Linked DNA regions of Mus musculus: regions 2, 3, 4, 5, 6 and 7 are each linked to region 1. The links are chromatin contacts, called in public Hi-C, HiCAR-type, HiChIP or PLAC-seq and promoter capture Hi-C maps. All regions are on one chromosome and are shown on one strand. Each heading gives the region's core, a stretch centred on a gene start, on an enhancer-like site or on the middle of the called end of the contact. The rest is flanking DNA. Distances are from core to core; before and after follow the strand shown.

Evidence for each region. Promoter capture Hi-C pulls out the DNA fragments that hold promoters and counts their contacts. Hi-C and Micro-C count contacts between places; a contact is called where the count stands out from the background. HiCAR-type assays count read pairs that join an accessible place to other places. HiChIP or PLAC-seq counts read pairs in DNA pulled down with a chosen protein or histone mark.
Region 2: a Hi-C map of B cells shows a contact between it and region 1, with 8 read pairs. The contact joins the promoter of Thg1l here to the promoter of Rnf145 in region 1. A contact is called at or near these places in 7 of 39 promoter capture datasets (cranial neural crest, embryonic stem cells, frontonasal cranial neural crest and 3 more), 4 of 484 Hi-C or Micro-C datasets (B cells, CD4 T cells, CD8 T cells and 1 more), 2 of 115 datasets of contacts at active chromatin or transcription factors (embryonic limb bud and stem cell-derived neural progenitor cells) and 1 of 9 other capture datasets (macrophages).
Region 3: an H3K4me3 HiChIP or PLAC-seq map of embryonic stem cells shows a contact between it and region 1, with 7 times the contacts expected there. The contact joins the enhancer-like site here to the promoter of Rnf145 in region 1. A contact is called at or near these places in 21 of 39 promoter capture datasets (the 3T3-L1 cell line, 3T3-L1-derived adipocytes, the C10 cell line and 14 more), 14 of 115 datasets of contacts at active chromatin or transcription factors (the 230-238 cell line, craniofacial prominence, embryonic brain and 7 more) and 1 of 9 other capture datasets (embryonic stem cells).
Region 4: a contact with region 1 is called in a promoter capture Hi-C map of pre-B cells, with 15 times the contacts expected there. The contact joins the promoter of Clint1 here to the promoter of Rnf145 in region 1. A contact is called at or near these places in 5 of 39 promoter capture datasets (the HPC-7 cell line, embryonic stem cells, frontonasal cranial neural crest and 2 more), 6 of 484 Hi-C or Micro-C datasets (B cells, CD4 T cells, CD8 T cells and 3 more), 12 of 115 datasets of contacts at active chromatin or transcription factors (the 230-238 cell line, cardiomyocytes, craniofacial prominence and 8 more) and 1 of 9 other capture datasets (adipose tissue).
Region 5: a contact with region 1 is called in a promoter capture Hi-C map of hippocampal neurons, with 5 times the contacts expected there. The contact joins the enhancer-like site here to the promoter of Rnf145 in region 1. A contact is called at or near these places in 9 of 39 promoter capture datasets (the HPC-7 cell line, HPC-7-derived erythroid cells, cranial neural crest and 6 more), 5 of 115 datasets of contacts at active chromatin or transcription factors (craniofacial prominence, embryonic forebrain, embryonic limb bud and 2 more) and 1 of 9 other capture datasets (embryonic stem cells).
Region 6: a HiCAR-type map of fibro-adipogenic progenitors shows a contact between it and region 1, with 9 times the contacts expected there. The contact joins the enhancer-like site here to the promoter of Rnf145 in region 1. A contact is called at or near these places in 9 of 39 promoter capture datasets (the 3T3-L1 cell line, 3T3-L1-derived adipocytes, embryonic stem cells and 4 more), 6 of 115 datasets of contacts at active chromatin or transcription factors (embryonic stem cells, fibro-adipogenic progenitors, large pre-B cells and 2 more) and 1 of 9 other capture datasets (liver).
Region 7: an H3K27ac HiChIP or PLAC-seq map of regulatory T cells shows a contact between it and region 1, with 10 times the contacts expected there. The contact joins the promoter of Slu7 here to the promoter of Rnf145 in region 1. A contact is called at or near these places in 7 of 39 promoter capture datasets (the 3T3-L1 cell line, the C10 cell line, cranial neural crest and 3 more), 2 of 484 Hi-C or Micro-C datasets (bone marrow-derived macrophages and muscle stem cells), 3 of 115 datasets of contacts at active chromatin or transcription factors (embryonic stem cells, regulatory T cells and stem cell-derived neural progenitor cells) and 3 of 9 other capture datasets (adipose tissue, liver and macrophages).

The regions. Positions count from the first base shown.
Region 1 is chr11:44,517,330-44,520,728 of GRCm38.p6, forward strand. Rnf145 (ring finger protein 145) reads left to right here and starts at 1,627. Exons shown (of 11, transcript NM_028862.4): 1 at 1,627-1,945.
Region 2 is chr11:45,953,987-45,957,385 of GRCm38.p6, forward strand. Thg1l (tRNA-histidine guanylyltransferase 1-like (S. cerevisiae)) reads right to left here and starts at 1,517. Exons shown (of 6, transcript NM_001080969.3): 1 at 1,289-1,517; 2 at 70-246. The coding sequence starts at 1,479.
Region 3 is chr11:45,884,257-45,887,655 of GRCm38.p6, forward strand. It overlaps Clint1 (clathrin interactor 1), which reads left to right. Exons shown (of 12, transcript NM_001045520.4): 3 at 76-172; 4 at 2,175-2,283; 5 at 3,130-3,294. Among named protein-coding and RNA genes, the nearest start is that of Clint1, 34 kb to the left of the region's middle. Within about 2 kb of position 1,830, at least 18 of the 459 cell types and tissues checked have an H3K27ac peak or open chromatin away from gene starts, as enhancers often do. A contact at or near this core is called in embryonic stem cells and stem cell-derived epiblast-like cells, where this site is marked.
Region 4 is chr11:45,850,424-45,853,822 of GRCm38.p6, forward strand. It overlaps Clint1 (clathrin interactor 1), which reads left to right and starts at 1,546. Exons shown (of 12, transcript NM_001045520.4): 1 at 1,546-1,769. The coding sequence starts at 1,729.
Region 5 is chr11:45,834,323-45,837,721 of GRCm38.p6, forward strand. All of the region lies in intron 2 of F630206G17Rik (RIKEN cDNA F630206G17 gene), which reads left to right. Among named protein-coding and RNA genes, the nearest start is that of Clint1, 16 kb to the right of the region's middle. Within about 2 kb of position 1,524, at least 19 of the 459 cell types and tissues checked have an H3K27ac peak or open chromatin away from gene starts, as enhancers often do. A contact at or near this core is called in craniofacial prominence, where this site is marked.
Region 6 is chr11:45,684,182-45,687,580 of GRCm38.p6, forward strand. The region is part of intron 3 of Gm39816 (a long non-coding RNA gene); the gene reads right to left. Among named protein-coding and RNA genes, the nearest start is that of Gm35282, 18 kb to the right of the region's middle. Within about 2 kb of position 1,645, at least 15 of the 459 cell types and tissues checked have an H3K27ac peak or open chromatin away from gene starts, as enhancers often do. A contact at or near this core is called in fibro-adipogenic progenitors, where this site is marked.
Region 7 is chr11:43,432,254-43,435,652 of GRCm38.p6, forward strand. It overlaps Slu7 (SLU7 splicing factor homolog (S. cerevisiae)), which reads left to right and starts at 1,478. Exons shown (of 16, transcript NM_198936.1): 1 at 1,478-1,566.

The DNA.
Region 1 (3,399 bases), core at 377-2,876:
TGGGACCATGGCTCCTGAGGACATTCTCTTGATTAGTGTGATGCCATTCCTTGGATAGGGCATCCTGCACTGCTTACGAGTGAGGAACATGAGGCAGTGAGCAGTGACATGCATGCATTCACATCACTCTCTGCTTCTAGACTCTGGGTGAAGTGACCAGCTGTTTCAAGTTCCTGATGCCTTAACCTGCCCCACGAGGGACTGTGCGTTAAACAGTGAGCTGAAACACACCCATTCTCCATAAATTCTGTCCAAGTTTTATCACAGTCACAGAAAATGGGAGGGAGATATGCTACTGTGAACTTTAGTGATGGCTTTGGCTACATATTACTTATTTTACATCTATGAATGTTTTGTCTGCAGATATGTCTGAGCACCACATGTTTGTAGTGTCCATGGAGGCCAGAAGAGGGCGTCAGATCCTCTGGGACTCGAGTTACCAGCTACACCTGGGTGCTGAGAATTGAACCTGGGGGTGGGGTGTTCTCTAGAAGAACAAAAAGGGCTCTTAAGAGCTAAGCCATCTCTCCTGCTCTGATGACCTTGTATATGTAGAGGTTGTGTTTACAGTTTTATAGCAGGGGAGACCCAGAGGTTCAGAATCGTGGGTGTATGTGTCTCATAAGCAGTGGACAAGGACACATAAACATCAAAGAATACTCATTTTGTCTTGTACAGATTGTAAGGTGGAGGCTCTTGGCAAGTTTCCGAATGAGCCAGAATGGTTGCAATGCCTTACAAATCACTTGGTGTTCATCTTCTGTTACCTAGGCACTGCCTAATGAAAGGCCACACTAGTTTCTAGTGGCAACTGATTCTCAAGGGACTAAACTAAAAGCAAGGAACAACAGAGCAAATGGCAGAAGGTAATAGCGAGGCAATGGTAATACAGATGAACGTAGTAATAGATCCCTGCAAAGATCAGCTTAAGTCCTCAGCAAGCTTATATACTATATAGACACAGATCCTGCTCTAAAAGCTTCTACATTTATAATACGGCAAGAATGTGCCATAGTATTAGGAGACTAGAGCAGAACAAAAGGGTTTCAGGGAAAGGGTGTGTGCACACTAATGTGGTTTGAACCTTGAACCAAAAGAAATGGCAAACCTATTTACACCTTTTATTTTCATACAGTAGTTAATCATTTGCACCAAACGAAGGAGCCGGAATACAGTCCCAGGGAGCAATTCCAAACCATTCACTCATCCAGCATTTTACTCTTCGTCGTCCCTGATGCCTTAGAGACGAGTCTTAGTCTAGTCAAGGAGAGAGTTAAAAATTGCTCTGGGTTTGCACGCGGCAGGGACCAGCCTTTCACATTGTCCCACGTGGTCCCAGCAGGTGAGTGTAGGTGTGGGCGCGTGCGGCTCGTGGTGTCTGCGGAGTGAGCGCGAACACGTGTCAGAATGGCTGGGGTCACAGTGCATGTCCCGGTGTCGCCTCACCCTTCCTTGGAATAGTCTGCCGGACCAGCACCAAAGAGAAGCCGGCGTTTCGGGCCCACTCAACGGAGGCGGTGCGGGAAGATCCCGCCGTGCGCGATTGTGAGTGAGCGTGGGCGCACGGGGGCCGGGCGATGGCGAGCTCGCGCGCAGGCGCAGAGCGCGCGAGCCGGCGGTCGCCGCAGAGCGCGGGGGGCGGAGCCGGAGCGCGGGGACCAGGCCATGGCGGCCGCCGGGCGCTGGTGCCGGCGCTCGGCCCGGGAGCGCCTTTGTCGCCGCGGAGGATGGTGACCTCACGGTTCGGGCCGCTTCCGCTGCCTCCGCCTCCCGAGACGCCGCAGCCGAGGCCGGACGCGGGAGAGCCGCCGCTGTGAGCCGCGCAAACCGGGCCCCCCGCCGTCGGAACCGAAGATCTCACCGGAGGGGCGGGAATCGGAGCCGGGCAGCAGCGGACACCGCCATCCCCAGTGCCGCCCCGCAGGCAGGGAGGCTGCGGCTCCAGGTGACTGCGGTCAGCCGGGAGCATCCCGCAGGCCTGCTGCCCACTGCGCCTCCCCTCCCCTCCCCCACCCTCGCTCCTCCCCGCCGCGCCCCCTCCTTCTCCGGCTCTTGGCCCCGGCCTGGTCCCCCTCCGCACCGCGCCCTCCCGCCCACCCCTGAGCAGCGATCAGTCTCCTGCGACCTCCTCGCAGAGCCTCATACTCGTTCCCGGGGCCTCGGCTGCCTCCTCACCACCTTCCATCCTTCTTTCCTCCCGCGCCTGGAGAGGGAGAGAACCCTCACATTCCTGAGATGCCCTCATTGGGGCTCACCCCTCTCTGCTCTCCTGTACCCCGGTTGCAAGGCCTTTCCCGGTCTCTCTGGCAGAGGTGTCCAGTCCGGGCTCCTTTGCTCAGGTTTGCATTTCTAACTTTTCGTCTTTTGCGTTTCTGTTCACTCTTTTTGCTTTCAAGCTTCTTCCCTCTTCCCTGGCGTCTCCTCACCTCGCAGCCCCTTAACTCAGCCTAACCATGTGCAGGCGGTGCAGGTTGCGGGTTTCAGAAAGACCTGCCAAGCCCAAAGAATAGGGGGACCCCTGGCTTAGTGTGCAGTGCGCCTCTCTTCAGTCACGAGCAGCTCATCTCTCTCTTACTGTGTTCCTTTTCCCGCTCGCCATCCCTGGGTTCGCCCTCTCCAGTTCTGCTTTCCCACCCTAGGACCTTTGTGGAATGAACCCCCTATTCTATCTAAGGGTTAGGAACTTGACTCATATAAGCGCGCCTTATGAGGCGCGGTAGAGCCAGCACCCTTGGCGAGGCAGGGAGCACCCGGGCTTCTCTTCCTGGCAGAGTTTCTGCTCCACGTAATCCCCTAGCCTTGGGGCTGCTGCGTCCGTGCCGCGCTGCTGTGCTGTGCTCGCTGCCTGCTTGCGGCGAGCTGGCTTGGGGTTACTACAGTTCAAATGTATCTGAGCAAAGCAGGCGGGGTTGGGGGAGGTGCGGGGAGAGAGTGAGATGGGGCGGGGGAAGGGGCCTTTGCAGTGGGAAGGCATCAAAGATTAATGGATGGCTTTGCATCTCTGTCTGCAGTAAACAGGAAACTAGTCTGAAAGGAAGGGGTGTGTGTGTGTGTCTGTCTTTATTTTATAAAATACCGAGTGTGCAGTTTTGTGAATCTTGAACCAGACCCAAAAGGATGAGCTGCCGGTGCTGCAGTCGTGACCTAGGCTGAGCGTCCAATGGCAGAGGTAGCGTTGTTTTCCTTCTCTGTGTCGGGCCCTTAGGTTGGACGATGGCTCTTTCACTGGAGGGTGGACTCTTATCTGTGGATGTGGTTTCGGAGATGATGAGGAATCACAGGATTGCTAGTAGTTTCTGTGGAAACCAAGTCCCTACAAAGTTAGCTAGCAACACAGTGGGAGTGGGGAGGATTAGCTATATTTAAAACGTGTGCCAGCGCTTATGTAAGGAAGTTCTC
Region 2 (3,399 bases), core at 267-2,766, 1.4 Mb after region 1:
TGTCGCCATGAGAAACAGAGGAGCAGAGAACGGGAGAGCATCCTAGCGGAGGCTGGTTTTGAAGCTCACCTGGCTCTTCTTTTGAACCAATTGCTCTTCTTCCTGAACACAAAGCTGTACTCGTCACTCTGGCCGTACGCAATCACAATGTCCTCCAGCTCCTCCATTACTGTCTGGGCACATTTGGTCATCAGATGGAGGGCCCGACTGTCATTAGGTTTGGCAAAGTTGTGCTCCTCAGCAAACCTTCATAGAGGAAAGAGAGGGGCACAAGCGGTGGAGAGTGTCATCACCAACACCATCCACAGAGGCAGTTAAGAGAGATGGAGAGATAGCTCAGTAGGTAAACTGTCAGGACCAAGTTCTAGCCCCAAAACATAAAACAGGGTGGGGGCTTGGTGGCACCTGCTTGTCATCCCAGTGCTGGAGAGGTGGAGGCAGGATTCCTGGGGCTAGATGACCACCAGGCTAGAGTATCTGGTGAGTTCCAAGGAAGTTCCATGAGAGACTGTCTCAAGAAAAACAAGGAGGACAGCTCTGAGGAGGGACACCCAACATTAACCCTAAACTTACGCATAAGCATGTACAGAAAAAAAAAAAAAACACGTTTTTCTTTCTTACTTTGACACACTGACAAAAAGGGATACAACTGCTAGGCTTCAATCCACTTTTCTGTGAAGTTTCACCTTACTGGGTGAATTGAGAACACTATTACCTTATCAGGTTGTATTGCTGATTAGGAGATCAAAATGCTCTTACTAAGTGCTCAATAAACATTACTATAGCTCTATGTACTTAAACAGCTATAAAATGGTAATAACGAATAACATAGCCCTTTATTGAAATTAAGTCCCCAATAGTTTACTCTCCTTTTTTCTTCCTGACTCTAGTGCAGTCAGTTCATGTAATATGAAGCTGACTATGAGAACGGGACATACTATCAACTCATGACCACAGTTAGGCTTATGCGGGCCTCTTAACAACTCTCAAAAATAACAAAAGGGTCGCACGTGTGACTGAAGTTTAAGTAGTGGACCGAGAAATGACACCTCCCCCCCACACACACACACACACAAAGTTCTTGCAAACTGGTTTCAGCTAAAGTAGCACGGGTTTTTCACCAATTACAGTACCCAGTTCCTTTTAAATATCTCAACCACCTAGCAAGTCCTTCAGGCGACGCTCAATGCTGAGTGTTCATTGGCTGTCGCGTTACCCCGGTAACTACGAGAGGCGCACTTCCCGGAAGTGTGGGCGCACCACGCGGTCTCCCGCCCCTCCAGCTCACCGGTGGAAATTCCGGCCGTCCAGCCGCACCACCACCCAGCAGTGCGGCAGGCATGTGTCCTGAACCTCAAAATTCCGCACGTACTCAAACTTGCTCTTGGCCATGGCCACCCCCAATCTCAGGCACCGTCTTAAAATAACGGAAGTAGCAGCCAAAAGACTGCCGATCCTCGCTGTGCGGAAAGCCCACATTCGCCATAAGGAAGCAATGGACGGGCCCCACCCCGGAAGTTCCTGTCGCTGTCAGAGCCGCTCTAGCCACGGTGGAGGTTTCTCTATTGACTCTATTGCCTTCAACTCAGCTGGCTGCCAGGCGTGTTCTTCTGGGCTGTGGGTGCCTGTCTGTTACCCCGTAGGCAGCAAATCGCAAGCTATCAGATGTTGTTTTGTGACCAAGTTTAAAAGTATAGTTGTGACCTTTTTGTCTTGTACTTCTAAATAGCATTTATAAAGCATTTCTAAGTAGCATTTCTAAATTCCTTGCTAAGATGAAATACACTAAATTATCACTTTATAGTTCGGGGATGGGGTGGGGAGGATCTTCTAGATTCTTCTAGGTAAGTTTAAACAAGGAACATAAAATAGAAATTGATCATCTGTACAATTTTGTATTTTCTTCCATTGACCCTGTTTGGTTTTTTTTTTTTTTTTTCTAGAGTTATTTAGTGGTTGTTCCAGTAAAGTGTGATTTAAACAAAGAAAGGGCCAGCAAGACAACTCAGTCTGTAAAGATGCTTGATGCCAGGTGTGATAACTTTGATCCCTGGAAGCCACATGGTGTGTCCTTCCTTTCTCAGGCTTTCCAAAAGTGAATACCAGAGGCAGGTTACCCTGCCATATGTCATTAGGTGAATTTAAAATTTGTACTCATCACTATTAAAAGATTTTGTATGTGTGTGGGTGAGTTTATGTGCATCTGTGGAGGTCAGAGGAAGACATCAAGTATCTTCGTCAATCCCCCTTCATCTTAATTTTAAGACTGCCTTTCACTGATCCTGGCTCTCACTGGTTGACCTAGAAGTCACTAGATGGCCAGCAAGTTTGAGGGAGCCTCCTCTCTCTGCCTATCTCACACTGGGGCTGATGGGTATAAGCTTCCACATCCCACTTTATATCTGAATGTTGAGAATTTGACTTTGGATTTCTACGCTTGCCTGGCAAACATAATAATTACAGGGCCATCTGCCCACTCTTGAACTCAGGATTGTTTTAAAATGCATTTCCTAGCTTTGCCCACTGGGCACAGATGAAATGATACCCTGAAAGCAATAGGCATACAATTCGTGGTTGCTAACACCTCTCTCCACTAGAGTATACTCCTAGAAGAAGTGACTGCCTCCTAGTTAGATGAGTCACAGAAAACACAAAATGAGACTGGGGCACATGTTGTGGCAGAAGGGAAAGAACTGCTAGGAGTAATAAGACGAAGTGACAAAATGAGCCCAGAGGACTAGTGCTGCCACTGAGCAAATCTGAGGTGATTTGAGTATCAGAACAACAGTGAGTGATTATCATGTATGGAATAAGTGAAGGCCCAGGCAACATAACAATACTCAAAGAGAGGAAAGTTCATGGATAGTTTTGGAAGTATTGTTACACTAACTTCTTACACTGGCAATTGATTATTAAAGGGAACAAGGCCCTTTTCTTGTCTTTTATATAGAACTACAATTCAATGCCAGTTGATGAGAGGAAGCCTTTTACAAAAGAGTGCCGGCTAGTTTCAAACACAGAATGGTGGGCTCAGAGAATCAGTTTTGTTCTTTTGTTTTGTTTATAAACATCTTTGAAACAATTAACTCAAACGTGGATCACTAATGGATGCTAAAGCTGTGATCTCTAGAATTAGTGAAAGACTCCCTAGTCTGGTGGCATTGGCCCTCAGATTGTTTGCTAGTCACAAGATGAAAGGCACAGTCACAAACGAGAGCACTTGCCACCTTCAGCTGGTCTCCTATTGATTTTTCCTAAAACCAACAGCCACTGGAGATCCTGGGCAGTGCAGCATGGCAGACACAAACAGGATTTCTAACAGTTGACTCAAGTATTACTCCAGTGGGCCACAGTCTTCTCCATACGTTAAACTCGGAGGATAAACTTGAAATTGTCAGT
Region 3 (3,399 bases), core at 580-3,079, 1.4 Mb after region 1:
GAACCTAGAGCAAGGCTGCCATCTATTGTCAGATTTATGCTACTACAGATGCTTAAGGAAACTCCTCTCTTTCAGGGCTACCTTTATGTATGAGCAGTTCCCAGAACTCATGAACATGCTTTGGTCCCGGATGCTAAAAGACAACAAAAAGAACTGGAGAAGAGTTTATAAGGTATGGTGGAAGCCTACAAGAGCGAGTGTTGACATGACTGTAGTCCACTAAGTTTCTAGACTTTTCCGAGACACACACTGTTTTCCAGTCATAAACAGCCCTTCATAGTACAGAGTGTGTTCAGACTTATGTTCTTCTAAATATTGAAGATTTTTATTGTTTCTTAAATTTTTTCCTACTAAATCTGTTGAGGTGTTTTGAGTATTTAATCTCTACTCATATGCAAGTTTGCTACTTGACTGTTTAAAATTAAAAACCAGTCTCATGTTTGTCACCTCTGTAAACAGCTTTGTTTAATTTGTGGTTGGGTGATAGCACCATTCCGCTCAGCGAAGTCTATAAGCTGGGACTGGCACTGAGAGTGAGGTGTGCAGACTTCTGGCTTCACCTGTGTGTGGACTTTTCCTCGGATTCATCTCATTTTGATTCTGTATTTCTAAAGCAAGGTGATGGTCTTCCTAGTTAATCATGTTTTCCTGCTTCTCAAAACATGCTGTACGCCAAAAGGATTCACTCTCACACGTAGCAGACCACAGCAGTGTTCACATTTGCAACGTGACATTTTGACTCTCAGAATTAAAAACCTGTTTTAACTAGAATTTTGTTGTTACTGTTACTGTTGTTGAGTGTCTGAGTGTAATGTGCCACTGTATGTGTGTTTGGAAGTATAGGGAGGCCAGAGCTTTGCTCCTGTGTCTTCCTCAGGCATTCCATTTTATGAGCAGAGTCTCACTGAACTCAGAGCTTTCTGATCCAGCTAGCTTGCTTGGGATCCCTGTCTCCTCAGAGTAGAATTACAGGTGGCAGCCAGGCCTGCCCAGCTTTTTATGTGGGTGATGGGGATCCAAGCTTCTATACCAGTGTTTGCATGGTAAGTACTTTATCCACTAAGCCGTCTCTTCAGCCCTCCCCCCTGTTCTAATTTGGTGAGGGTGCTGGGGAGAACAAAGTCTCTCTTTGTAGCCCTGGCTAGCCCAACTAAGTATATAGACTATGTCTTAAACTACTAGAAATCTGTCTGCCTCTGTCCCCCAACTATTAGGATTAAAGGCATGTGGCACCATGTCCAGCAAATTTTGTGATTTTTATGATGTTTGTTTCCTAAAATATTCTCTGAGATTTCTATAAATTGTATAATTTTTCTAAAATGGGGGCTTTTAAAGATTATTGTACTTTTTCAAAAGATTAGGAAATCTGAGTAAAATGGCTACAGGGCAACACTCTCAACATTTAGGTGGCTGAGGCTGGAGGATTACCGTGAGCTAGAGGCCATCCAGAGAGGCATGATGAAACCCTGTTTCGAAACCAACCCCCCCAGATTACTTACTATTAAGTGTGAGTTTGTGCCCTCAGGGTCACCACCCTGCACAGACCTGAAATCATAGTGAAATGAAGTTTTAGGTGAAAAAGCAGAGGAGTGTTTCCTGCTGCGTCACCAGCTTGTGAAGAGCCCTGCTGCCTAATGCCAGCCCGGCCATCATTGCTAGGTGCCTCTGACTCAGCATCTAGCATGCCCACTTAGTTAGCATCCCTTGGCTTAACAATTTTGCAAAGTTTTCCTTCTGTTGAAATCTTTTGAAACCTCATTAGCATCAGAATTGGGTTTTCTCACAGGACACTGCTACAGGGTCCTACAGGGTCTTGTAAAGACAAAAGGATCCTCCCATGTCCCTAGTACTTAGGGGAGTGGCTCCAGAAGGCCAACAGCGAGAGCCAGGCCACTCCTGGAAATCCCATGATTTGTTTGACTAGTGTTAGACTTCAGAATTACTAGTTACTTTAAATCTTAAAGTAGCCATTGCCTAGGTAGTTTGTAATTATTTTCTGTACTAGGAACGTGAGGATGAAGTTCGGACTGTCTTTCGGTCAAACAGAAAGGAGAGGGCACACTCCTCACCACCAGCATCGAGTAATGTTGGAGTTTGTGTTTGTGTGTAACTGTGTACCACTGCTCTTCCAGAGCTTATTCCATTCAGTCATTTGGTGCTTTATATTTCCACAGTCGTTGCTGCTCCTAGCTTACCTCATAAGAAATGGATCGGAGCGAGTTGTTACAAGTGCCAGAGAACACATTTATGATTTGCGATCCCTGGAAAATTACCACTTTGTAGGTGAGCAATAGAAAACCCTCATAAGCAAATTAAAACAGTAGTTGGAGTTGTCAGTCACCTGAACCAGCTTGGAAGCTTCTCTGCTCTAATTAGCATGTGACTCTTGCTGGTTGTGTGACGAGTGCAGAATCCAAGGCGTGGGGCCCTAGAGTATTAATTAGTGAAGACAGGAGCTTGCAGAAAGGACTGGCTAATAACAACAGAACCAACACAACATGAGTGTTGGGGTTTATATTAAAATATGCACTGGAGACTGGTCCCCTGTGGTGTCCATAAAGGAATAGCTTTAATCATGTGGGAAGAGAAGGTTAGAGCTCCAAAACACACACATCTGTTTGAAGCCAGGCCCCCTCCCAGCAGATAGTCTGTACTGCGCGAGGCCAGAGTGTGTTCTGAATGTGAAGGCAGCACAGGGCAGGGAGCGTTTCCTTTGGAGCCTGTCTTCCTTGTGACTACTATAAAATAGCAGGCTTTAGTTGCACTAAGTCCTAGTGATTAGTGTTCCCAGTCTTGGGGAAACAAGATATTTGGGGTGCTTTTGGGCCATCAGAGTGTTAAAAGTGAGTGGTCATTCTTTATTTGTTAAAATATGATAGAAACCACTTTGAGCTGTGTGCATTCCGTATGTCATCATGTGTAATCCTTTCAGTAGGTCATCAATTGATCTTGTCTAGTTCTGCTGTCTAGGGTCATAAGTCAAATTAGAATTTAATGCCATAATCTGCCTCCTGAAAAAGTTTAAAATTTGACATTATTTTTGTAAGTAGTTTCGTTTCTATTCTTTTTTGAGTTTGGTGCACACTAAGGGAGTTCTTACAGTTCGTTTTCTCCTTAATTGTCCTTAAGATGAGCATGGCAAGGATCAAGGTATAAACATTCGACAGAAAGTAAAGGAACTGGTTGAGTTTGCACAGGATGATGACAGGCTTCGAGAAGAGCGAAAGAAAGCAAAGAAGAACAAAGACAAGTATGTCGGGGTCTCTTCAGACAGCGTTGGTGGATTCCGATACAGTGAGTATCAGGGCCAGGCCACTGCCACCGCTGTCCCAGCTTACTTGGCTTTGTCTGTATCGTGAGAGTCAGTGAAATACCAAAAACCAAAATCCGGGGGTGGGA
Region 4 (3,399 bases), core at 296-2,795, 1.3 Mb after region 1:
CCAACCTATGGCTCCAACTGACTTAGCTTGATCTCTAGAGCCCCTATCTTAAGGAATATGTGAGTCAGCTTTGTTTTGGTTTCTGCACTCTGAGGTTCTCAGTTTTGTTTGCTTCTTTTTCGGGACCATACTGGAGTGCTTTCAAAGCTGCTTCCAATAACCAAGTAAATGCAAACTGACGTCTTGACTAAAGGATCTGGAATAAGAGGGCCTGGGTCTTGGCTATTTACAGCCACTGTTTGCCCTTCGTTGTGAATCTTACTTGTCTTGTGTTCCCTCCCCCAATCATTCTTTTCTTGATCTTCTTAGGGCCAGTTCCTTTGTATTGTTCCAGTTTTAGCATACATTCAATCTCCTCAAAGAGCCCTGAATATTCTGCTGTTTTTCCTCTGACATTGTTGTCTGTAACATTATGTTCTTGGTTTTGACAAGCACTTATTCTCTCTAATTAAATATTTTCTTGATTGTTATGTCCCTCCTCCAGTGACCTTTAAGCTCCCAGGGAACTTGAGCCCCAGCTGTAGTCCTCGCTTGTAACACCCTGAAGATGCTCAGTAAATAGTGGCAGAATTATTTTTTAATTAAAAAAATGTATATGTATAAATACATATATATTTACATATATAACTTTATTTTAACATTTAAGTAATTTTTATTTTATTTCTTTACAAATAAATAACATTTAATTAAAGGTTTTAATTATAACTTAAAAATTAAGGTCTTATTGTGTAACCCTGGCTGACCTGGAACTTCTGATGTAAACTAGACTGTCCTCAAACGCATTGAGATTCGCCTGCCTCTGCCTTCTGAGTGCTAGGATTAAAGCAGTCTGCAACCAGGGCAGGTAAAACTTATAAAAATTAAGGAATTGCCTAAAACAAAATGTAGTATTACTTCAAGTTTTATCACAAGTTTTGACTGACATATTAAGTGAAAAACCTGATCAGTGGAAATTACTTTAGCAGATCTCAAAAATTATGTATGCTTTTAGAAACCAAAGCCACAGAGTTCTTGGGTATATCACATAAAACACATATAGGTATGCTGTGTATGAGTACTGGTGGCTTTCTGGTTTCCCAACTAATGTGAACTAAGTTTCTGAGGCTTGTTACAAACTATCTTAACGAGGGTACTAGGTAGCTGTCTACAGATAAAATCATTGTATCATAAAACTAGAGTGGGGAAGGATTTAGAATAAAATTCTACACTGGTCAGGGCTGGAATCCCAGGTTCAGTGATGTATAGACGCCTATATGTTTGGAAGCAAATGCAGAAACACGTGCGTAGATGAAGAACACGCACGCCAATCACACTCTGTAATCGTGCTTAGCATCAATGTGTACATCTGAAGAAGGTGAGCGCGAGTAAGTCTTGCAACTGTTGTGATGGCAATCACGCGGAGGCTGTGTCAGAGGTCCCCAAACCGCAGCGATCTCAGCCCTCTCACGCTCCGGGGGCGCAGGGCGCGGACTACAATTCCCGGCGTGCGGCGCGCGGCGCGGGCGGAAAGCCGGCCACTTCCGCCCCACGCAGCGCCGGTGCGGCCGCGTCTCGACGTGTCACTGGCGGCGCCGTGGCTGTGGCCGGGAGAAGGAGCTCCGGCTAGGGAGAGTTCGCGGCGGTGGGTGGCGGCGGCGACCCGGACCTGGACCAGCCCCGGCGCGGAGGCGTCCCGGGGTCCGTGGAGAGTGGCGGCGGGCGGCGGCGGGCCGGGCCGCGCGGGGCGCGATGCTGAACATGTGGAAGGTGCGGGAGCTGGTGGACAAAGCGTGAGTATCGGGGGGCAGTTGCGGCCGGCCCCGCGGCGGGGGCGGGGAGCGTGCGCACGGTGGTCCAGCGCGCGGGGACACGCGGCACGCCCCCCCGCCCTGCGGCCTGGTGAAGGCGGCGGCCGCGGCGGGCCTGGGCCTCGGTCTCCGAGCCTCTGGCGGCTCAAAACCCCCCTCCCTGCTCCGGTCTCTGCTCCCCGGGACGTCCTCACCGCGCCCCTACCCCGCGCCGGGCAGACAGATGCTTTGATCGTCGTACCCAGCTTGGAGTTTGGCCTCCTGGACACCAGGCCCGGCTTGGGGGCGAGGGGACGCGTGCTCCCGTCCCCGGTAACCCCCGTGGTGTAATTCGGAGACACCTTAGGCCTGGCCTGGTATGCCCTTTACCTTGGTAGACACCTTTGAATTTCTAGTGAACCTGCAGTGGAGTGAGTGGGAGGTGTAACAAGTGGTCACTGTGGACAGGCTGGAGTTGCTCAAGAGGAGACTCGCCCTTCGGGTTTGTCACACTAAGTGAAAGCAGATGACCAGACAACTTTCCGTGACTGTTTTCCTCTAACTTTACCACTACACTTCCTTTTGGGGTGGGCAATCATGTAAATAAAAATTACTCTAAAGGGTGAAGGAAAAGAAAAAAAGCCCAGTTTATATCCTGTTGACCTGTTTTTAACTCCTTTCAGAGTAAAATAACTCAGTGCTTTTAGTATACTCAGAAACCCTTAGCACTTTAAGTTGAGCATATCGAAAATAACAGTAGGTCTTTTAGGTCACCAGGAAATAAGACTTTAAATATTTAACCAGCCCTCTTCCTTTTTGGGTTTTTGTGATTATGCAATAAGTGTGGTAAAGAAACAGTTCTTTTGAACCACCCACCTAACCTGAAACCAGGAAGTATAGAAGCTCTTTTTGACCCCAGAAAACAACATTCTTTAAAGCAACTTGTCTGACGCTTCTGATGGTGCTTTGCTACCAAGGAAGTGCTTAAGGAGTACCGTTTTCAGAACCGAAAGAGCTAAGTTCTTAACTTTGTAGAATTCCCGTCTTCTCCAGTTCAGGATGAAGATCATTGCGGCCCTCTTAGTCCATGAGGGTGAAGAGCCAGGGGCTTCCGTTTCCTTAGGATGATTTGTGATACAACACGTTCCTGTCTGTGCTTCTGAAGAGAACAATTTTCCCACTGACTTTGGAGGAAGAGAAACCTCACTGAGAAGCTGCGAGTCTGAAAAGATTTTGCTTTGGTGGTTTTAGTATTCAGTTTTCCCATTAAGTGTGCAGACATTTAGCTGGGACCATTTCATTACTTGTAAGCTCTGTTTTTTTGCCAAAGAGAAAAGTCATTTCTTTTACAGATCCATGGCTGTTTTCAGTGTATCATATGAGGAAGAGAATACCAGCTTAGTGTAAAAGTTGAAAGAGGTCTTAACAAAACTGCCACACCTCTGATTCCAAGACTGAATAGCTGAAGAAAATTACTAAGAAACCCACCCCCAGCTCACCCCCTACCAAGTGTGCGATACTGCAGTCTGAAGGGACAGTGAAACCAGCCTGCTGTCTTTTCTTGGTTTTGCTCAATGTGGATTATAGCCTTGAGCCAATTTACTCAAGGATGTGTAAGACTGTTGCCACCAAG
Region 5 (3,399 bases), core at 274-2,773, 1.3 Mb after region 1:
GTGTGTGTGTGTCTGTGTGTGTGTTTCCAGGCTACCCTGGAATTCATCATGATCCTCCTGCCTCAGCCTCCGACATGAGATTGCAAGCATGAACCACCACACCCAGTTTTGTTTTGTTTTGTTTTGTTTTGTTTTGTTTTCTCAAGGACAGTGTTTCTCTATGTAGCCCTGGCTGCCCTGAAACTCCGTAGACCAGGCTGACCTCCAACTCAAGATATCTGCCTGCCTTTGCCTCCTGAGTGATGCGATTAAAGGAATGCCCACCACCACTCAGCCCAGTTTAATTTTTTTAAAGATAAAATAATGGCATTTTGGTACCTTTGTAGATCACTTATTTTTGAGATGCATATGGACAATATTTACAGGCACACAATGTGACTTAGGATTCATTTAAAGTCACTTAGTTAGGAGATGGTAGTATCTTAGCTAGGAGATGGTAGTATCTCTGAAACAAGAGCGGGAGTTCACTAAGCTTTATTATGTTTGAAAGTTTCCACAAATGAAAGCTTGTATGGGGCTGTTAGGTGACTCAGTGGAGAAAGGCGCTTGCTGCTAAGCCTAACAACCTAAATTTGAATCTTGGAAAACACATGGTAAATTTCTACAAGTTAGCCTCTGACCCCCATACATGTCTCAATTCTCTCTCTCTCTCTCTCTCTCTCTCTCTCTCTAATGAATGTAACTTAAAAAAAAACTAAGTTTATGAATACTTGAATGAATGAAAGAATGAATGAATGATTAAGCCATGCATCCCAGGGAGCTAGATTAGCAGATAGAGAAGAGTAACATACTGAAGGATCACAGTGAGAACTAGATTGTTAGAGAATGCTGGCAGCCCTGTATCGAGTGCCAGGCAGCTCTTAGGACAGGCACCTGGCAACATTATCCATCTCTCTTTACAGTCACTGAATGAAAATAAAGAAATAAAAAAGAGGACATGGCTGCTCCTAGATATGGTGGAGATAGTTAGTTTAGTGGAGATATGAGGGAGAGCATAGCCAGATGTGGAGACATCCGGGAAAGTGCAGACTGGACATGACCAGCAGTCTGAGCCAGGCCATGTGAGGAGAGTGGGAAGGGGATAGCCAGGAGACCAGGAGAACAAAAAGATAAAAGAGGGTAAAAAGGACCAGTGTGCCCCCAAACGACTGGATTATGTAGTGAATAGCAAGCAGTTAAAGGAAGGACAGCTCAGTTTCTGGGCTGGAGAGTTCAAGGTAGAGGGCTGGGGTATACTAGCCATACATTTTAGCAGAGAGGGACTGAGGGATACTGGCAGGACCTGGTGGCCAGAGTCTGCTTTGATATGTTAATAGGACCTCAGCTCTTTGTTCCTGGTTTGAGACCTAACAGTAACTAAATATCTATTGCCAGTTCACCTTTATTCAGTCAGGAGGCAGGGAGGAAATTAAGACTGCCACATTTACAACAAAGGAATCTAATAGTTGCCAAAACCCACAAGCAGGAAAAGAACTGAGGCAGACCTTGTATGCCCTTTACCTTACCCCAGGCTGACTGTTAAAAGGCAGGAACTGATAAAGGAGAGTAAATTGAAGGCAGACCTTTGAATCAAGGGAGAAGGGCCTCACTGGCTAACTAAGGTCAGCTTAGAGGAAGAGTGGTGGCCTGATGTGCCTAAATCCTTAGGTTGATCCTCAGCCTCACAGAAAGGGGGAGGGTGAAGACAGAGGCAAGGAAAGGGGAGGGGCTGGTGAATGAGATGTTCCGGGTAGCCCAGACTAAGCTCTAACAAATGTTGCTAAGGGTAACCTGAAATTCTTGGTCGTCCTATGTCTGCTGCTCAAGTGCTAGGATTACACGGGCGGCACCTGCTTCAGTTCAGCAAAACTGTTTGTTTTTAAGACAAAAAGCACTTAACAAGGCCCTCCTCCAATGGTGTGCTTGTGGTCACATTTGTTCTGAGCACTCTCTCTTCATCACTGAGATGTGCTATAACGATGGCAGGAAACTAAAAGAAATAATAAGTGTATGAGAAGTGTGTGTGTGCATGTGTGTATGCTGTGTGTGCTTGTGTGTATACTGTATATGTTGTGTTGTGTACGTGTGTATATGTTGTATGCATGTATATATACCATGTGTGTATATGTGTATGCATGTATGCTATTTATGCATGTGTGTATGCCATTTGTTCGTGTGTGTATGCATGTATGCTATGTTTGCACGTGTGTATGCTGTAGTGCATGTGTGTACGCATGTATGCTATGTGCACATGCATGGATGCTGTGTGTGCATGTGCATGTGGAGATCAGAAGACAACCTTGGGTGCCTATCCTCAAACGTATTTAAGGCCGGATCTCTTGCATGTGTCACTCAAGCTGGTCTTCGAGCTTCTAGAGAAAAGCTCTTACCCACTTAATATAGGAGTCAGGAATTGCAGATTTGTCACCACTCTGCTTTCCAAAGGGCTCCAGGGATTCTATCTTGGGTCCTGTGCTTGCCATGGCAGGCCATCTCCCCAGCCCATGCTCTTGTCTTCAGTTCTAAGATCCAAGGTTCTCTTCTACAGCAAAAGGACACTTCTCAGGCAGGACTCCAATGCACTGTGCATCTCAAGGTAACACAGGGCTTCTTTGTCTGTAGAGCATGTTTTAGTGCTGCTATAGTTTTCACTGATGTTTTTCATAACATAGGGAAGTACACTCCATATCAGGATTCCATCATGACACATAAAAGTTTCAGCTCATGGGGCTGAAGCCCTTGGCCCCTGTGACACTCTCCAGGTACTCATTAAGCAAGCTACTGGAATGTCACTTCTCGGGCTAGATTTTACCTCCCTCTCCAACATACGGGAAAGAGCTTGTCCCTTCCAGAAACATCTTGATTTTGCTTCTTTGAGCTGTTTATTCTCTGGCAACAGATCGCTCTGAAGATCTGGAGAGGGAGGAAGGTGAAGAGAGGGGTCTGACAAGAGAAACAGTTCTTCCTTCTTTCTTTCCTTCCTTCCTTCCTTCCTTCCTTCCTTCCTTCCTTCCTTCCTTCCTTCCCAGAGTCCATATAGTTAACCCTCACCACAACCCTAGGTGGTAAAATTATCTCCATTTCACGGGTAAGGAAGCTACAGCTGATAAGAAGCTGTATGTGTGCATAGTTGTGTTGTTTTCAACAGTCAGGGAAGGGCTGGATATGTAGCCCTGACTGACTTGGCTCTTGATATGTGGAACCTACTGGCCTCAGCTTGCTGAGTGCTGAGACAACCGGCACATGCCACCCCATCAGGCTATGTTTACACTTTGCTGAAGGGAGATGCTAAAGGCAGTTTCAGAATCTGGGATAAATCAGGTCAAAGTCTATACCAAGTGTGACTCTTTGTGGTTAAAGGGGAAAGCACCTAAGAAGAAAATGTTCCCAAAGGACGTTCCTGTTTGGAACTCTCCAGAT
Region 6 (3,399 bases), core at 395-2,894, 1.2 Mb after region 1:
TCTAAGGGTGGAGATCATAGCTGACAATCTACATTTCTAAGTTCTTTCCAAGGGTAGTGATTGAATCATTAATCTGCTCCAACAGCAATGCCCGAGAGAGATCAAGCATTAGTATTATGAGTGCCAGAAATGCTGCCCAGTGCGGGTCTCGAAGCCCCCTTAGAGTTTTCCTACAATTCTTAGATTAAGAGGGATGTAAGGACAGCAACCAGAGCAGAACTCCATAACAGCATAAAGTCCTCAGGACTCGTGGTCCCCAGGGTCGTGCCACATTAAGTCACACTCGTCGTGGCTGTGTTAACCTGTGGGCTGCATTCCAAGAGTTCTACAGTCCTCAGCAAGGAAGGAGTTTCCAGGATGTTCTAATTTCCTTTCTGTTGCAGTGAAAACGCACTCTAGCCAAAAGCAGTTTGGGGGAATAAAAGATCTATTTGGCTTACACATTCAGGGCGCAGTCCATCATTGAAGAAAGTCAGGGCAGAAACTCAATCCAAAGCTTGAAGGAGAAACTGTGAAGGAACATAGCTTGCTCACAGGCACATGTTTGGCTAACTCTTACCCAACCCAGGACCACTTGCCTAGTGATGGTGCCAATGCCCTGCATCAAAATAACAGTCCAGACAATCCCCCGACAGACATGCCTACAGACCAAAGTGATAGACAGTTACTCAATTGAAATGCCTCTCTGCTGAACTTAGCATGCATCAAGATGACATCATAAGGATCCTGGGAATAAAGCCAGTATGACGAGGAGCAGATATGATAAATGCAAGGAAACCAAGTCCTTGTGACATTTATTTAGCCGGTGGCCACAACACTCATGAAGCTTACGATGGAAGAAAGAAAAATGTCCGACATTCCATGCAAGCCCCTTCTTTGTCCAATCTGGTCTTCATTAGAGACGTGCCCTTTTCAGCCAAATTGAGCACTTGTATTAATACCAGCAGTTACCAATAATATTTGGTCTTCTCCACTTCTCATACCTGAGAAACATCTCACCCAGAGTTGTCAGTGTTCTCCAAATAAAAGAATCAACAAACGCGTACAGCAAAGCCTGGGAATGAACCGAACAAACCCCACAAACTTAACTCCAACCACTCATGAGGCATAATGTTGACTTCAGAACCAGTGGGCATCAATTCCTTCTCTGTCCATTCTATGACATCACTCAGGATCAAGACTCGATGAGCAAGATGCACCAAAAGTAAGATAATTTATTAGTCCCTCAGCAACTAAGTTGAGAAAAGCAAATGCTAAAACATCTTCCTCTGTAGGATAGGAGGACCCTTGAGAAATTCACCTCATGTTTTTCCTTCTAGTCTTTTTCTCTTCCCTTTCTCCCACCCCATGTATTCAATACCAAGCTCTGCGTTTTCTTGCCCAAGTAACTGCAGAATTAATTCTTCTCTGGACTTTGTCTTTAAACACCTACACTGGTAATGGAAACTGTTAGCAAGCATGTGGCTATTTCATTTTGGACGCACCAGAATCATTTCAAATATTTGAACCAGCGTTTGACCCATGGGAGATTACTCATAAAAATCTGGAAATTTTTTTCTTAAAAAATTAGAAGATCCAACAACACAAAGCAGCATGGGTGGTAAAACCCAGAAGTGGCACGCCCCTCTCGTCAGACCAAATGTCCTCTGGTACACTGAGTTCTTACATAACGGCATGGCTCACTCCTCCCTGAACTCCACTGCCATCTGAGTTTGCCATGGTGGGCCTTACCCTATGGAGGACAGGATGCCAGGAGTCCTGAAGAAATGGGTGTAGATAGTAAAATTGCTCTAATAAAAGCAAGAAGAGAAAGTCTCAAAAGATTAAGAATGTCTTGAAGACAGAGAGAAGATAAGAGGCCTTTGGAGCCAATGAGAGCAGAAGCCCAAGCAGGCTCCCAGAGATGTTACAACTTGAGACAAGAATATCTATGGAGATCTCTGCTTTGACAGTGATTTTCTTCTTTCCATTGTGGCTTAAAATTCCGAGAAACAGGAAATATACCATGTAATCTGGATTAATGGACATCTCATTAGTCAAGACACACCAATGGTCTCTGCCCCAGGACCCTCACAAGTCCCGTGACTCCACTGCAGATCCTCTAATCCTTCTGGGGTACCGAGAGATACTTCCAAGGACTAAGCAAGATAGAAGTTCTACCCAAACTGGGACATGAGGCCTTGAGTTGTTTTGAAAGAAAAACACACTGTTTCTTAGATAATGAGACTAAAAGCTGCTGCTATGTTAGAATGCTCTAGAAAGTCACAGTACTCACACACACACACACACACATCACTTTTTTTTTCTGCTTGCATTTTTGTTTGTTTTGTTTCTGTACTCCTGGGTGGGTTTCATCTGATGGTCATTCCTGTTTGCATCATTCCTATGGCTACCACAACCTTGACCTAGAAAGGTCTATATTCTACGGTGTCTTTAGACTCAGGATGTTTGGCCATTCCTGTTTCTCTGATGGGGACACTGCGATCCAGAGATGGAGCAGGAGTCAACATATTCCTCACATACCAGAAGAAGCCCAGATGATAGCTTCTCCGATGACAATAAGAGTTCAGCTGAGGCGAATGTGCAGAATGGGTGGGAAAGTAGCTCCTTGGGAGCTTTCCAGGGCACAAGTACAACCTCCTCCGGGGACTCAGGAGCCAACGTCTCCACCTGGCCATCAAGAGCACCAGCTTTTGTGCAGAATGAAGGGAGTGCAAACCAAGGCTCTGCCCCTACCAGGTTCTTACTTAAGAAGCCTCAGTACCTACCTCTCAGTTGTATCAGAAACATTCCAGGAGATAAAGCATAAAAAGTGTCTGTGCTTATTCACAGTAAGAACCTAACTGGAGATTAGCCTTTAAAATAAAAATTCTTGTTTTTAATGGGAAACAGCCCGGAAGCACTGAGAATTCAGAACCCGAATAATGAAGCCAGCTAAACCAACATCTGCCCGGTGATTTCATCTACAGAACATACATTTAAAAAGGAACACCAGACTCAGTACCAGCGTGTGGCTCACTCATTCCAGACTTGACTCAATCCAAAGTAAATACAGATTTGCCCTTCTCTGCCCTCAAAGCCAGAACTTTCTTGTGCTCAAGGAAAATGGAGATCACCATTCTCTAGGTTTGTATACGAAAGGAACTGCACAAGGACAACTATTGGTTGTTACTGAGAACAAGAAGGGCCAAGCAAAATTATTCAAGTCAGGTCTTTCGGTGGAAGCAAAGAGGTAGGCCAGAGCCAGCGACACAACCATGGAAACCAAGGTCCTCAGCACTTTGTTAATCTCTTTGTTGATTTTTAGAGTACATCTTCCTGGCTGAACATCTAATAATTCATGCTGTCTCTTTTTGATGCCCATGGTCTCAAAATAAACTATGTTCTATCTCAAGTAAC
Region 7 (3,399 bases), core at 228-2,727, 1.1 Mb before region 1:
CAAGTGTAAATAATATCACCATCCTGTCTTTAAAAGGACATGTTTTTCTGAGTGATGGTGTTCCCAGGCCAGCTTTGTGATCCCCACTTGTTACTGGGAAATAATGTACCTGGTTGGTAAACTTATAATAGAGTCCTCAGCTAATACAAGTCTCTCCTAATTTAGCTTTACAGAAAGCGTTCATCCAAAGATAATCCCTGCCTTCTTGGTCCCTCTCTCAAGCCTTGCGCTCTGAGTCCGCAGGACTCTGCTCTGCCTTTAGCTGCCTTGAAAAATCAAAATTATTTTTACATTCTTAACCCACTTCAAGTTCCTTTTTTAAAAAGTCTACTACTTTGGGCTGTTTGACTGAGGTGGTGGGGACGTTAGCTATAGTCCTGTATATCTGAAGAGCACTTCACGTAGGGGAAGTATAAATAACCACAAGACAGCATAAAGAAAAATGGCCAAGCAATGGCTCAGTAGTCAATACAGGTCATTCTTGCAGAAGCCCCCGGTTTGGTACTCATTCTGGTTCACAGACATATATCTGCATTTCCAGTCACAGATGATCTAACGCCAATGATGTGCAAACTCACACACAAAAAACATAAGGCTTTTTTTTTTTTTTTCCTGAGACAGGGTTTCTCTGTGTAGCCCTGGCTGTCCTGGAACTCACTCTGTAGACCAGGCTGGCCTCGAACTCAGAAATCTGCCTGCCTCTGCCTCCCAAGTGCTAGGATTAAAGGCATGTGACACCACTGCCTGGCATAAGGCTTTTTTTTTTTTTTTTTTTAAGAAAAATAAATTCACCAAAGTCGCCTATTTTCCAGGAGTTTGTTTTTTATGGGGATGTTTGTTTGTTTGTTTGTTTGAAAAAGGGTCTTCCTATGTCACTGGCCAGGACCTCAAAGATATGCCTATCTCTGCTAGGATTAAAGGTGTGTGCCATTACGCCGACCTTTGCAGCATTTTCAATAATCATTTTTGCTAAGATTCTGTGCTGTAGGCTGGCAAGATGGCTCAACAGGTAAGAGCACTCACTGACTGTTCTTCTGAAGGTCCTGAGTTCAAAACCCAGCAACCACATGGTGGCTCACAACCATCTGTAGTGGAATCTGATGCCCTCTTCTGGTGTGTCTGAAGAGAGCTACAGTGTACTTATATATCTTTGGGTGGGAGCAAGCAGAGACTGACTGGGCGAGCGGGGTTGACCGGAGCGAGCAGGGGTCCTAAAAAAATTCAATTCCCGACAACCACATGAAGGCTCACAACCATCTGTACAGCTATAGATTATCCATATACATAAATAAATCTTTAAAAAAAAAAAAAAAAAAAAAAAAAAAAAAGATTCTGTGCTGTTCCAGAAAGAAAGCTGCACTGCCATCACTTCGCCTTTCTGGGTCAAAAAAAAAAAAAAAAAAAAAAAAAAAAAAAAAAAAGAGCCAAGCGCTTGCAAATGCGCATGTGCCGATCTCCCGGAAGTTATCTCTGCGCAGCCGGAAGAAGGCAGGGAACCCGGAAGTAAACATTGCCGAGTCGCTTCGTTTCTGGCGGATGGTTTTGAGTGGTCTGCGGCGCGACTGGGTAAGTTGGGGTTCTGAGATTGAGCAGACGAACTGGGGACCTCGGGGAGCGGGTATCCCCTGCAGTGAGTCCTCGCGGTGATGAGCCGTCGTGGAACGGCGGACCCGGGTGGAGACTGTGGCCCAGGACGCAGGCGCCGCCCTCGCGTTCAGCCGGACCGAGGCTGACTCCTCAAGGAAAAGCCCTGGTCACTGTAAGCCGGACATCCTGAGCAGCCCGTACCGAAGCTGAGCCCTCTGTCCCCAAAAGAGTTCCTTTGAGGTTCAGTTTTTTCCGTTAGGTGGAGATGATCTTATTTTGTGAGGGTCAAATTAGAATGTCCGTATTGCATCAGTGAGTGGGAGCTGTTAAAGTTCTAACTCGGAGAGAGCCGGACCCTCTGCAGAGCAGTGGAACCTAATGACAAAACACTTCAGTCCCTCTTAATCTTGAATGTGACAGGCCTGCACTCCAGTGTCTGTGGTTTGTAACAGGGGTTGAAAGACCAACTAAAGTCAGGCTTGGGTTTGCGATCTGTCGTCTCTCACTAATGTCTTGTTATCTGAAGGTGTTAACCCCCCCCCCCCCGCCCCAAACTTGTTTCCTCACCATAAAATAGGGTGGTTGTAAAGATTTGGTGACGGTCTGCATGGTAAATTAAAGAAATGGTAACTGTTAAAATGAAGATGATTAAATCTGTGCTTCTAGTATATACTACCACGGATTTCTAACACTTCTGTTTTTATTTTTAAGTCTATTTTATTTTAATTATGTGTATAAGTAGGTAGGTGGGTTTGCCCTTGTAAGAACGTGTGTAGTCTTCTTGGAATCCCTGTAGCTGGAGTTAGGGACAGTTGTGAGCCACCTGACATAGATGCTGAGAACTGAGTTAGGGTTGTCTACAGGAGCAGTAGGTGAACCGTCTCACCTGCCCCATACACAGACCTCTATGGTGGCATATGCCTATAAAGCCAGAACTCGGGAGATGGAGGCAGACACAATTTCACAGGAAAGTCATGGAGTTTAAGGAATGCTGTGGATAAATACTTAGTGTTCTGGGTGTGGATGTCATGTACACAGTTGGTTGTGTAGATTTGAAGATCAAATGAAAAGTCTAGGGCAGAGAGATAGTATGGAACCCCAGTAGTGGGATACTGTTCCTCCTGAATCTTGGCAACTGGTATTGTTTAGAGTGGTGAGTGAGGCTCTTGCTGCTCTGTAAGGAATCAGCCTCTAAATAAACGTGTGCAAATAGATGAGCCTGCAGAGAAGTCGAGAACAGGAGAGGTGTTCACGGAAAACCAGTAACATGTTATAGAAGCCAAAGAATGAGAATCTCTGACAAAAGAAGGCATGGAATGGTCGGGAATGGAAATGAAGTCAGTGACCAGAGCAGAGGAGTGCAAAGCAGAGGTATAAAAATAGGCACACTATGAATATGGGTGATTTTGTGGTGTGTGTTTGTGTGTGTGTGTGAGAGAGAGAGAGAGGCAGAGACAGAGAGAACTAGATATGCTAGGCATCCCTGAATGTAGACAGACCCATCTCTATTTTTTTCTAACAAGGTCTCATGTCTTGAACTCTCTATATATCCAAGGGTGACCTTGGTCTTCTGATCCTATATTCACATCGAGATTGCTGGATATCAAGTATGCACCACCAGGCCTAGTTTTTGTTGCACTGGCAATCAAACTTCTGCTAGGCAAACGCTCTATCAACTGAGGCTTCATCCCCAGCCCTGAACTTTGGTAATTGTTAAGGCATTGGGCCTTCAAGGGGAACAGTGATGTGCTCTGGTTTTTTTAGGTTTTTGGGGTTTTTTTGTTTGTTTGTTTGTTTGTTTTCCTATGGAAG